3 separate regions of the Zea mays genome follow, and regions 1 and 2 are each linked to region 3. The links are chromatin contacts, called in public Hi-C maps. All regions are on one chromosome and are shown on one strand. The core of a region is the stretch at or near the end of the contact, and the rest is flanking DNA. Distances in the headings are between cores, read along the strand shown. Region 1 holds the start of LOC542127 (UDP-glucose-4-epimerase). Region 2 holds the start of LOC100281653. Region 3 holds the start of LOC100383648.

Region 1 (4,251 bases), core at 996-3,495, 210 kb after region 3:
GGAGATGTTCGTCAGCCGGCAAGGTTTCCCAAGTCGGCTCTATAATGTTGCTGGGGGAGACTTCAGAACTATCCCTTGAACCGGCCATTGAGGGCCGATTTGATGGGTCTAGATGTGTTGTCCTTAGCGGAGTCGCCAAAAAGTATGTTGACACCTTTTTCGAGCGCCAATCACTCAACACGAACCAGCGCCGGTGCTCTCTGCACAGGGGCGGACGGTCCACGACCTGGTGCGAGGCTAGGATTTCTTTCCTGACGGCCGGATGGTCCGTGCGTGCGCAGGGGCGGCGGAAGATCGCCGGCGGTGCGTGGATCTCGCTCTCGGGAGGGACCCCGTCGGGGAGGAGAGATCCTAGGTGATGTCTAGGCTCGGCAGGCCGACCTAGACTCCTCTAATCGACGTAGAGTCGAAGAGAAGCGAATAATTGGGGATTGGAAGACTAACCTAGAACTAGACTAGAACTACTCCTAAGAATAAATGTAAATTGTATTGATTGAGGGTTCGATTCATTGATTAAATCGACCGTATTCCTCTGCTTTTATAGAGGGGGCTGGACTCGTTACCAACAAAATTCCGAGTGTATCCCGAGATTCTCGCCAACAAACGTAGCAAGAAACTCGGAACCCTAATCTATTCTGCTCTTGCGCGGACCGTTCGGCCCACAGACACGGACCGTCCGAACCGCGGACCGTCCGGCCTCTCAATTTGACGCGTTAAATAAGAGTTACGTGGAGTGAATTTATATGTATTTGTTGCCTATGGAAATAAAATCTCCATAATAACGTGAGTTATTCATGTGTGCCGTAGGTCAGGGGCGGATGCAAGGGGTGGGCAAGGTGGGCCACGGCCCCACCTCAATTTTTTTAACCCCTTATACCTAGGTTTAGGTACACAGCAAAATAAACAAACTTTTGTATAGTTAGCGTGGACAAATCTAATAAAAACTAAGATTTTGATCTATTTTTTTCTCGACGTTTCACTGCTCAGTCCACTCTTCACTGAGCCATTTGATTCTCTTCCCTAGCGCAAGCCCACTCGTGACTCACTCACTTATTCGGTCATCGACTGACCAGTAAGTCAGTGACCTAACCCGCACGCTGCAGCTCACCTTGCGTTCTCATCACCCATCAGCTCGTCGACTCATCGGGATCCTGCACACAACATTGATATTTTGCCTCCTAGTCCGCATCAGCAGATGGGCAAGCTGTTGGTGGGATCATGGCGTCACCTGTCTCTCGCTAACTCATTAGGGTCTCTGCGCGCCGTCGCAACACGACAATGGCTGTCGCTTGCCGTCACCGTCATCTATCGCTACCTCGCCTCCTGCACTCGCTCCTCGCACCTGTCGTCGTCTCACCAACGCCATCTCACGACAAATTTGATGACTCTCCAGAACGACGCGCCGATGCGGCTGCTCTGCCTTAGTGCCTCGTCCTCAGTCAGTCCACCTATTTTCTCTCTTTAGCTCTACTTTAGGTAGCCAAAAATGTTTTTGGTATTCATATCATTTTTGGAAACACTAGATATTATTATTTAGCATTCATGTTATTATCATTAATCTATAATTATGGTCTAGTATGATAATTTGTCTCATGCACTGTCGGCCCCACATAGAATTTTGTTCTGCGTCCGCCACTGCCGTAGGTAGCAATTATGTACTCCGTCGATTAAAGACAAAAGCACATCTGACCACGCCTCAAAAGGTCAAATTGATTTAGGTCTAACTAGATTTATAAAAGAAAAAAAAATAGTATCCATATCTTTAAGTAAATTTAGCCTAAAGAACATATGCTGTAATTAATTTAATAATATTTATTTAGTACTATAAGCATCACTAGTTTGTTAATATATTTGATTAAATTTAAAATAAACCGATTGTCTAAGATGCTAGACGTGCACTTAGAGGAAGAAATTGAATGGAAGCAAATCGCGTTTACGTTGGATTATGGTTATGAGTTGCTTGGATTTGATATGGTTGACTTGATGCGGAATCGTGGATGGATGTACTGTACTGTACACCTGGACGGGCGAGAGCGGGGTGGCGTGGCAGCGCGCATCATTCATAGGGAATCACGAGCGAGGCGGAGAAAAATCTGCGCGGTTTCGTAAGGGACGTGGCGTGGCTGACTCCCGAATCCTCGCGCGCGCCCGGCCCTCGGCTGGCCCAGGCGCAGGCGCAGGCCCTCGAGGCCCGGGGCCGGGGCGAGCGGCTATATAAGAAATGGGGGAAGCGCCGGAGCGGTTTGCGAAACAGAAGCACGGCAATCTCGATCTCGTTCGTTCCCCTGAGCGGCAGTCAGTGCGAGCGAGCGCGCACACAGACAACTCATCCTCTCCCCTCTCTCTCTCACACACACACATCCATCATCCCATCCCTGTGACGGGCGATCCGAGGGCCTACCGACGATGGTGTCCGCCGTGCTCCGGACCATCCTCGTGACGGGCGGCGCCGGGTACATCGGCAGCCACACGGTGCTGCAGCTGCTGCAGCAGGGCTTCCGCGTCGTCGTCGTCGACAACCTCGACAACGCCTCCGAGGCCGCCCTCGCCCGCGTCGCCGAGCTCGCCGGGCACGACGGCGCCAACCTCGTCTTCCACAAGGTGCGCGGCCCTACGCGTGATTGCTTCCTACCCCTGCCCCAGTGCTAGTTCCGTTTCTACTTTCTAGTCAGGCTTTTTTCCCCCTGTTTTCCTCCTCGGTAGAAAATGTTTGGGTTTGATTCTAGTGATGGAATTTTATGTGGTATGTTTGATCCTACTTACTTCTCCACGAACTGCTGCTAGTAACGGAGTTCTCCAGCCTTACTAATTTTTTTTGTTCCGTTTCCATTCATTCATTATTTGATTTCGTAGCAAAATCTCAGCGAATCAACAATCAATGCGAAAAAAAAATATAGGGGCAGATATTGATTTGTGGGGAAGGTTTCTCTCCTGCTTTGGATGAGATGTCCCAGGCCAGGCCTTCCCATGGCGGTTAAGGACCATTTTGCTGTATCACCAGCAGTTCCTAGCTCTATCGAGACTCGTTTCCTTGGGTTTCCATCGCGAAAGCCGCGGGCGCCGCCCGGGTCTTCGCTGGCGTGCCCTCTAGTCTAGTGGATGGAAACTGGAAATGGGTAACACCACCCACATACACGCCACGCGTTGCTTTCTTGTTTCCCTTCTCTCCTGTATCTATCCTTCCGCCTTCCTTCCACATACAAATACCTTTCTTCTTTCTTCTACACTAATAAATAAGTAAATACACCATGGAACGCGTCGTCGTGCCGGCCTCGCCTCGTTATGCTCTGCCGCCTCCTCTGCCTCTGCCTCTGCCCAGATCCACAGGTCGGGTCAACCATTAGCCTACTCGCAGCCCGTGCGCGCAGCCAAACCTGAATCGAAGCTGACCTGCCTAACTCCAATCGTCCATTTCCGTCCCACTCATTCCGTCGTCGAATGCCGCTTCATTAGCGCCTAACTATATCCACCTCCACGCCCGCAATTTTTTTTATATATATTTCTAATCAATACTGCTACCTCGGCCTCTGCAGGTTGACCTTCGCGACAGGCACGCGTTGGTGGACATCTTCTCGTCGCACAGGTAACCGACAACGCCCAATTCCCAAGAGATGGAACCAATCGCATTGTTTGCCAATTGCCATAGTACATTTGTATGGGTGGCCTCTAAGGGCATGTACAGTGGTGTTTAATGTGGAGGCTCTTAAGGTGTTTAAGGGGGTTATTTGCAAAAAAATCTTAGAGCCGTCTCTCCGTGAAGAGACGCCTCTGGCTCGTAAACCAAGTAGCAACAGACGCCTCACTTCCCACTGTACGAATTTGTCGTCTGTTCTATCGATCTGATGCTATACAAATACATTTAATTCTGTATTTATTAATAGACTACGTTTGTAGACACTTCATTGTACAATACAGTCTCTTAGTTGTCTCCTGTGCTTAAAGAACCGTTTTGGTGTCTCTCCACTGTACATGCCCTAAGGTGTTCCAGCGGCATTCTACGCGACTACTACTACTACAGCTGCGAGTCCAGTCGTGGCCGCCGACGATTGCCACTAATGATTCGCAGTAGCATGGCATTATTTTATCTATCTATTCGAAGCAGATGCCGCCTCTGCTGTTTGGTTCATTACATACTATTATTATTACCTGTACACCTGCCAATCAAATTAACTGTCGCCGTACCTGCCTGCCGAATCTGCCGCTCAGCTCTGCTTGCATTTCCAGAGGTGTCAAATGATTGGATTCAGTTCA
Region 2 (4,176 bases), core at 1,115-3,614, 180 kb before region 3:
TGGAGTGACTTGTTATACAGCAGAGACTACAGAAATGTTTAATAAAGAAACACACAAAATAATAAAAAGGAGAAATCTTTCTCCTCTGGTTTCTTCTCAGTCCTCCTCACAAGTCACAGAACTATGATGAACAACGGTGTTCTCAGTTTTCACCCCCCTTCTGTCTGGTATTGGACATGGGGTGAGGAAACGGGAAGCAGGCCAGCAAATTGTACATATGGCCATGTAAAAGACTGTTTTGCATTGTATATTGCACTATTTATTTTACAGAGTGGAGTTTAAAGTGAGAGATGGAGATGAGTATGCTGATGAAGATAGACAAACTCAGTGCAGCCCCATCCCCATCACTGACCATAACAGAACCAGCAACTCAAAATGGAATTTTTTTCGAAATCTATAAAGGACCGTTTGTTTCCCTTCATTTTGAGGAATTGGAATTTAACTAATGCAATAGGCTATTTTTTTAGAATGTGACATTCCACAACTTTCCAAAGTGTATATATAAGCCTATCTTAAATTCATGGGTGCGAGAGATGGAAATTAATTCTATAGATTTACATGTTACTTTCTAATGTATAATTTATAGCACATTCTTTTACTTATTTCTCTATAACATAAATACAGTGTATAACTATCTATCTGATATGATTTAAGGGGTGTTTGGTTTCTAGGGACTAATGTTTAGTCCCTTCATTTTATTCCTTTTTAGTTTATAAATTGCTAAATATAGAAACTAAAATAAAGTTGTAGTTTCTATATTTGACAATTTTGGAACTAAAATGGAATAAAATGTAGGGACTAAACATTAGTCCCTAGAAACCAAACACCCCTTTAGGATAACATACAAATATATTACATAAATAAATATATTAACTCAATTAGTTTGTCTAAATTATAATTATTAGAATAGAATTTAATTCCAACCAAACAGAACTACGCTCAATCCTGAACTGAGTACGAGGCAAGCTATGTTTCACTGGAATTCAGCCAAATGTAAAGAATATCTAATCGAGATATTGGACAGTTAAGGACGTTATGCTAACCTCTGTTTGCCCCGGCATAATTGGCCTCCCAGCGAGCAACTCGGCCAGGATACACCCTGCGCTCCACAGGTCCACACCTACCCCATAGTCCGTTGCGCCGAGAAGTAGCTCGGGTGGCCGGTACCATAGGGTCACCACCCGGCTCGTCATCGGCTGTTTACGGTCCGGGTCGAAGAATGACGCGAGACCAAAATCTGCAATCTTGAGCATGCCATTGTTGTCCAGGAGCAGATTCGAGCCCTTGATGTCGCGATGCAGCACCCCCCGGTCGTGGCAGTGCTCCAGACCCGACAACAACTGATTCATATAGCACTTGACCTGCGTTCCATTCATGCGCTTGCGCTGTGAGTGCGTGAACCTGATGGCACCCTGCGGATGCAGTGCGGTAACGGTGGTCGGGGACCTGTGGCTCGGTGAACTTGATTTCCGGGCTGGCGGCGAGGCCCGCGAGGTCGTGCTCCATGTACTCGAAGACGAGGTAGAGGCTGCAGGACATGCGGGAGGTGACGAGGCCGTCGAGCTTGACGACGTTGGGGTGGTCGAGGCGTCGGAGGATGAGGATCTCGCGGGCCATGAAGCGGACGCTCTCGGGCTCGAGGTTGTCGAAGCGCACCTTCTTGAGCGCCACGATCTTGCCGCTCACCGTGTCGCGCGCCTTGTACACGTTGCTGTATGTGCCCTGGCCGATCTGCCCGGCGGCGCAGGCGCGCAGCCCACAGAGATGCAAACGAAGGTTTTTGTCAGGTGACTCCAAATGGCCGCGCCACGAAACGCGGGCGGGCCGGGGGAATGCGAATGCGAATGGGAGGGCGCGCGAACGTACCTTGTCAATCTTCTCGAAGGAGTCGGCACGACGCGGGGTCCATCCGTCGATGGCCTCGCCGGCGACGGCGGAGAGCCAGGCGGGCCAGCCGGCGGCGACCTGCTCCCCGCGCGCCCTGTTGGCGAAGCTGGGGCCGGGGCCGCTGCGCGGCGAGAGGGAGCGCCTCTCCCGTGGGGCCGGCTTCTCGGCTGGCGCCGCCGGCTGCTCGGCCTTCCCGGTGGCCTCCTGCGCCGCCGCGGGGGCTGGCGGCTCGGGCGGCTGCGGCGGGTGGTCGGGGCTGGGCGTGGAGGGGCGGCCGTGGACGCAGCCCATGAGGGTGTTGCTGGTCACCGGCGGTGGCTCTGGAGCTGGGGTTGGGGAGTGGGGAGAGGGAGTGGAGTGCAGCGGGCGCGATGGAGTGTGGACCGGGGAGGGGACCGGGACCGAGGAGGAGAGCTGGACGTGCCTCTGCGGCTCTGCCTTGTGTGCCCGTGCTCCGGACTCCGGAGAAAGGTTTGACTCTCTCAGCTCAGCTGCTGAAAGCAGATGGATCTCGTTTTTCTCGGTGTCCGTCCGGAATCCGGATCATGCCTCGCTCGCCTGGACATGACGTGGATGTGCTCATGCGGCCGTGCCATGTAAGAGCATCTCCAAAAGAATCTTCATTTTTGACTCTCTATTTAACTCTCTATTTACATTTTCATAAAGATTATACTCTATATGTAGCATCTTTATCCCAACAGATTATCTATCTAGTTTGACTAGTCAGGTGGCTAGCCAAATTTGACTAGTGAGGGAGCCAATTTAGAGAGTCGGATAGCTTGACGAGTCAGATAGCTAGTCTGTTGGAGAGTTATTTTGTTGTTGAATAGCTAAAATTTGGCTTGCTGAGCCATTTAACTAGTCTCTTGGAGATGCTCTAAGAGTAGACTTTTTGCGTGGAACAGATGGGTTTACTTTTCCCGTATCTCCATAATAACATATACTTTCCAGCTAGATAGACCCTAATCCATATAAATTGAAGAGGAATGCTAGATTTTAATCTTAAAAAATCAAAATCCCTCTCAATCTATACTAATCTCCTCTAATCCACATGGCCCCAAAGCAAGCCCTAACGAGGTGAACAGTACGGCGCCGACATAGGGATGAGGCGCCTCCTCGAATCAAGTTGAGAATAAAATACTGGGACTACAAACGCGACAAGCCAAATGGATTAGAACATCTAAATCAAGCAGACGAAGGGAGCAGCTCACATATGAAATCACAAAAGATACTCTAGTAAAAAAAAATGCTTCGCCTTGTCTTGTACTTTTTAAAAATGCTTTGTTTACCGTTTTTTATAATATTTTCTCCATATGCATTTGGAAAAGGTCAACCTTTTAAATATTTAACTAAATAATTTATTTATATATATATATATAGTATATGCATGCATTATATGTGTATTCATATAAAAAAGTAATTTAAGACAAGTGATATCTTTGTATTTGTATTTATTGATGACATATTTTGAAAGATATAAATAGTCAAAGTTTTGCTTTAAAGATCGTGCCAAAAGAATATATGCCCTAATCGATGGATCGGGGGGAGTAACATACAAGGGTATTGAACTTTGGATCTAGCTTAGGGTTAGTTTGGATCAGCCTTATGCTATAAAAAAACTAGAGTTATTTGCTGAGAAAAATATAAATTATTTAGTTGAAACAACTAGTCCCTTCGTACTAAAAGAAAGTAACTCTCGTTTCCCAAGAAGTCAAAAAAGTAATTTGAACCTAATACGTATAAAAATATATTGATGTTTATTATTCATAAGAAATATCGTTAGATTAATCATGAAATGTGTTTTTTATAATAAATCCTTTTTGAGGTCTAAACTTAGATAATGTCTTCTACAAACTTAATCAACTTTAAGATTATTTGCTTCCTCGTGAAGTGTGATTTATAATTTTGGGGGACAAAGGGATTTTTAAAATGGCAATGAAACATTTCTGTATTTCCATCCATTTAGAAAAGCAAGAAATCAAAAGGTAGAGTTTAAGGTGCTGCAACGAAAATAGGTGGTTCTAGAAAAGCAACTTCACATTTTACTTGTTTGGTTGGTGTTACATTTTTTGTAGCAAAAGTTAAACAAAACATGGTCTAAATATTTTTTTTGTCTCCTGCTCGTTGTGGAGTAGCTTCCTTTGCAATGTGAGGCTGCCCCACCATCGTTCCCTTCAGAGTATGGTTTGGGAGCAAATCATCTTCCTCGCAAAGGTATCCTCGTGGAACTACGTTGCCCGGCGATAGATGACAATACCACAATATTTTACTTATTCATGAGTTTATTAA
Region 3 (3,862 bases), core at 609-3,108:
AAAACATATAGTCCACAACAGAACATATGCCATAGTTGAAGTGCATGATGTTGAGATTGATGAAACAAGTGACTCTAAATGCTTTTCGATCGTTTTTCAGATGGGGTTTGTTTCAAACTTCTTATGGCCTTACTTAGCACTTGTTATCGAAAGTGTGCAACACCACTCCTAACCAGGCTTACCTAGATCAAACTACCCGCTCAATTGCTCATGCCCTATTAATGGTATGGCTAAAGAAAGGTCATATCACTACTCTAAGAGTCCAACAACTCCACTAACACTTAGAACTAGTCGATGCTTAACCTTCTGGCGCATCATTTGAAACCGACAATTGATTTCCATCAACAGAGGACACGAAAACTACATAAGCCTAATCAATCTTCGTTAGCGTGACCTCACCCATATTGTTTGTGCAAAACATACATAATCTCAATAATCTTATGCTATTATTAATCAACAAAATTCATGTAGGGGTATAGATGCTATTATAGTCAATCGTAAATGTATTTTAGTTTTGCTCGCCACAAAAAGTGCTAAACGAAGGCACCAACCAAATAGATACAGATTTATATGGGGCCTGTTAACCCTTAGGTGAACCACCTTGAGCTTTGCGTTACTTGATGATAGTATATGAGTTTTTTCATGTTCCTTAGATCCATGTGTGTAGTATGTGGAAGTCATGACTCGCAAATGGTTTTCTTCAAGTTGGCTTTGCAAGTAATCTCAATGTCATATGAATAGGCTGGTTCCTCAGGGTGTGTTTTGTTTGGCTTTTGGTTTTTGATCTTCATAAGCCAAGCCAAAGGACTCAATCTAGAAAATAACTTTTTCTAAAAGCTGGATTTCTACGTAGTGCAAAATTAAAAATAACTGTTGACATTCTTTTAGCGGCCTTAAGATGAAACTGTGAAATATATATGAAACAACTTTTAGTGATTCTCACTAAACCGTTTGTACATGACACAACCGCTTTTTTCAGAGTAATCAATGTGGAGCTTCCTTTGTCCATTTGATTGAGTAGTCGTTAACAAAAAAATAGAAGACTATCTTTTTGTAGTGTAAAAATAAAAGCCCCACCCCCAAACTCGAGGGACGAAATCGTCACTGGTGACGTCACGAAACTCCCGCGGGTTCCGCTGCCGCCGAGCTGTCCACCAACGGCAGCATCTCCCGCCGGGTCGTACATCAGATATTTCCCGCCAGACAAGTGCACCTGCTCTCTTCCCAGATCCCGTCCCCGTCGAAGTCGAACCATGGCGAAGCTGCTGCTGCTCCGTGGCTTTTGTTCTCTCCTTCCCCTACGGCCCTACCCTCCCGAGCAACGACCATTGCGACCCCTTCTCTTCGTCCTTGTCCCCTCTCCGAAAGCGACCACACCGCATGACCTCCCTCCCTGCGCCGCTGCGCGCGTAGGTACTACGACCTCGTCCCGAGTGCCTTTGCCAACTGCCATCACGTCGAGAAACAAAAAGAGCTTCTCGCGGCAAAGATCACGAGTCGGCGCCGTGCCGTGCCTGTGCGGGGTCACCGAGTCATCGGTCACGTACACCCGATGGCCGATGCGGTGACAAGGTAACCGACGAGATGACGGGACACCTGCCCAGTCCAGCGCAAAGCTTCGCGCCTTCGCGGGGAGTCGCCGAGCAGACAAGTAGCAGCACACGGTAGACGGTACAGGCACAGGGGGCGGGGCGAGCCTCTGGCTCTCCGCTCTCGTTCTTCCGTCCTTCGTCGACGTCGTGCGTTGCGCCTCCCTTTCAGGCTGTCCCTTTCAGCATTTACGGCGCTCACGTTTCTCGCTCCAGTCCAGTCTCCACCTTCTTATCCCCCAAGCAAAGCCGGTCGGGGCAAACGGAAGCGAAACAGGGCCCGTCTCTTCCACCACTCCGCAGAGGCGCAGACTACCGTCTCATCCTACTACTCTAGCCCAGTCTCACGATCCAGCACTCAGTCACTAGCGCTTGTCGTCGCCAGTACAACAACGGCATGGGTGAGGGTGACGACGACCGGCGGGACGAGTTGTTGGGCGCGGGGCGGGACCATGAACCAGAGCCGGCGGACGCGGAGGAGGCCAAGAAACCCGCACCCGGCGAGGCGGAGGCCGGCAACGGCGCCGGCGCGGAGGCGGCGACCTGCGACTACTGCGGGACCGCGGCGGCGGCGGTCTACTGCCGCGCCGACTCCGCCAGGCTCTGCCTGCCGTGCGACCGCCTCGTGCACGGCGCCAACGGGGTCTGCTCCCGCCACGCCCGCGCCCCGCTCTGCGCCGGCTGCTGCGCCGCCGGGGCCGTCTTCCGCCGCGCCTCGACCTCCGCCTTCCTCTGCTCCAACTGCGACTTCGGGAGGCACCGGGATGGCGGTGACCCGCCGCTCCACGACCGCTGCGCCGTGCAGCCCTATTCCGGGTGCCCTCCGGCGAGCGACCTCGCCGCGCTCCTCGCGGTGCCCCTCTTCGACAAGCCGGCCGCCGAAGATGGTGCCTGGTGGAACATCTGGGAGGAGCCCCAGGTGCTGAGTTTGGAGGATCTCATCGTGCCCACCACCCCTTGCCATGGATTCGAACCCCTCCTAACGCCGCCCTCGCCCAAGGTAGTAGCAATGCTTTTTTCCCCATACATCACTGCCCCACTAAAGTTTACCAGTCATGTCTACGTTTTACTCTGATTTCTGTGACCTAAATTCTCGACTGGTTATCCGATGCACAAGAACCGGAGCATCTCGCCGGACCGGAAGGTGAACGAGGAGATTCTTCGGCAGCTGGGGGAGCTCGCAGAGTCTGATGGCGGTATGCAGGCATCAGCAGGTCGTGAGGAGGCAGAGCAAGCTGGTGGAGACCAGTTCCCTTCCTGGGCGTCACCACAGTATGCCACTGGACATGGCAATTTTGGAACAGAGGACAACCATGAGGTTACAACCATGACTACTCTTTGCGATGTTTGATCTGGGTACCTGAATCTGTTTATGATACCCTGTTTTTTACGAACTAAAACTATGGATGTAGACATCTAGCCAGGTTCTTTTTAGCTAGAAGCGGCTGCGGCTGTCTGTATTGCAGTTCAATCTACAGTAACATTGTATTAAAAAAATACAGCCGGCAGCCGCCTCAGTCACCGCTGCAGCGAACATTTTCATTTGAATTCATTAGACAACCAAACAACAGAATTCATTAACAACCAAACAGTAGAATTCAGAAATCTTGATTCCAATTCCCAATTCCAGTCCTGAATATCTACATCCAAACGGGGTATGACTCATTTCCTAGACAAGTTAGTGCTGAAGCATTTCCATTTCAATGGCAGAAACCATAGATGGCATAATCTACAACATATAGTTATATATGCTCAAAACATGCTTTCCATTAAGTGATGAACCGATACCTATCTGATGAGGAATGTATATATTCTGAAACTGCCGGATCTTTTCCATTAAGTGATATACCGATACCCATCAACAAATGTGAAGCTGATGGCGTCTTGTTGAAGAATGCTTGTCGCCGGTTAGAAACGGTGGTCGTGGATATCTTTGCTCGTTTTGGTTGACGCTTTTCGAATAGGATTGCTTTAAATTAGTGTTGACGCCTTTTTCGGGCGCCAATCACTCAACACGAACCGGCGGCGGTGCTCTCTGCACAGAGGCGGACGGTCCGCGGCCTGGCGCAGGGCTAGGGTTCCCTGCCTGACGGGCCAGACGGTCCGCGCGTGCGCAGGGGCAGCGAAGGTCGCCGGCGGCGCCTGGATCTCGCCCCCGGGGGGGACCCCGTCGGGGAGGAGAGATCCTAGGGGTTGTCTAGGCTCGGGCAGACCGACCTAGACTCCTCTAATCGACGTAGAGTCGAAGAGAAGCGGAGAATTTGGGGTTTAGA

The links. A called contact is a pair of places that touch in the nucleus more often than the background predicts.
Region 1: a Hi-C map of leaf shows a contact between it and region 3, with 6 times the contacts expected there. The contact joins the promoter of LOC542127 here to the promoter of LOC100383648 in region 3. A contact is called at or near these places in 2 of 25 Hi-C or Micro-C datasets (bundle sheath and leaf).
Region 2: a contact with region 3 is called in a Hi-C map of leaf, with 4 times the contacts expected there. The contact joins the promoter of LOC100281653 here to the promoter of LOC100383648 in region 3. A contact is called at or near these places in 9 of 25 Hi-C or Micro-C datasets (bundle sheath, ear, endosperm and 4 more).

The regions. Positions count from the first base shown.
Region 1 is chr1:60,114,304-60,118,554 of Zm-B73-REFERENCE-NAM-5.0, forward strand. LOC542127 (UDP-glucose-4-epimerase) reads left to right here and starts at 2,246. Exons shown (of 9, transcript NM_001111759.2): 1 at 2,246-2,601; 2 at 3,534-3,583. The coding sequence starts at 2,407.
Region 2 is chr1:59,726,605-59,730,780 of Zm-B73-REFERENCE-NAM-5.0, forward strand. It overlaps LOC100281653, which reads right to left and starts at 2,365. Exons shown (of 7, transcript NM_001154572.2): 1 at 1,867-2,365; 2 at 1,447-1,731; 3 at 1,044-1,361. The coding sequence starts at 2,178.
Region 3 is chr1:59,902,523-59,906,384 of Zm-B73-REFERENCE-NAM-5.0, forward strand. It overlaps LOC100383648, which reads left to right and starts at 1,859. Exons shown (of 4, transcript NM_001176293.1): 1 at 1,859-2,589; 2 at 2,707-2,907. The coding sequence starts at 1,987.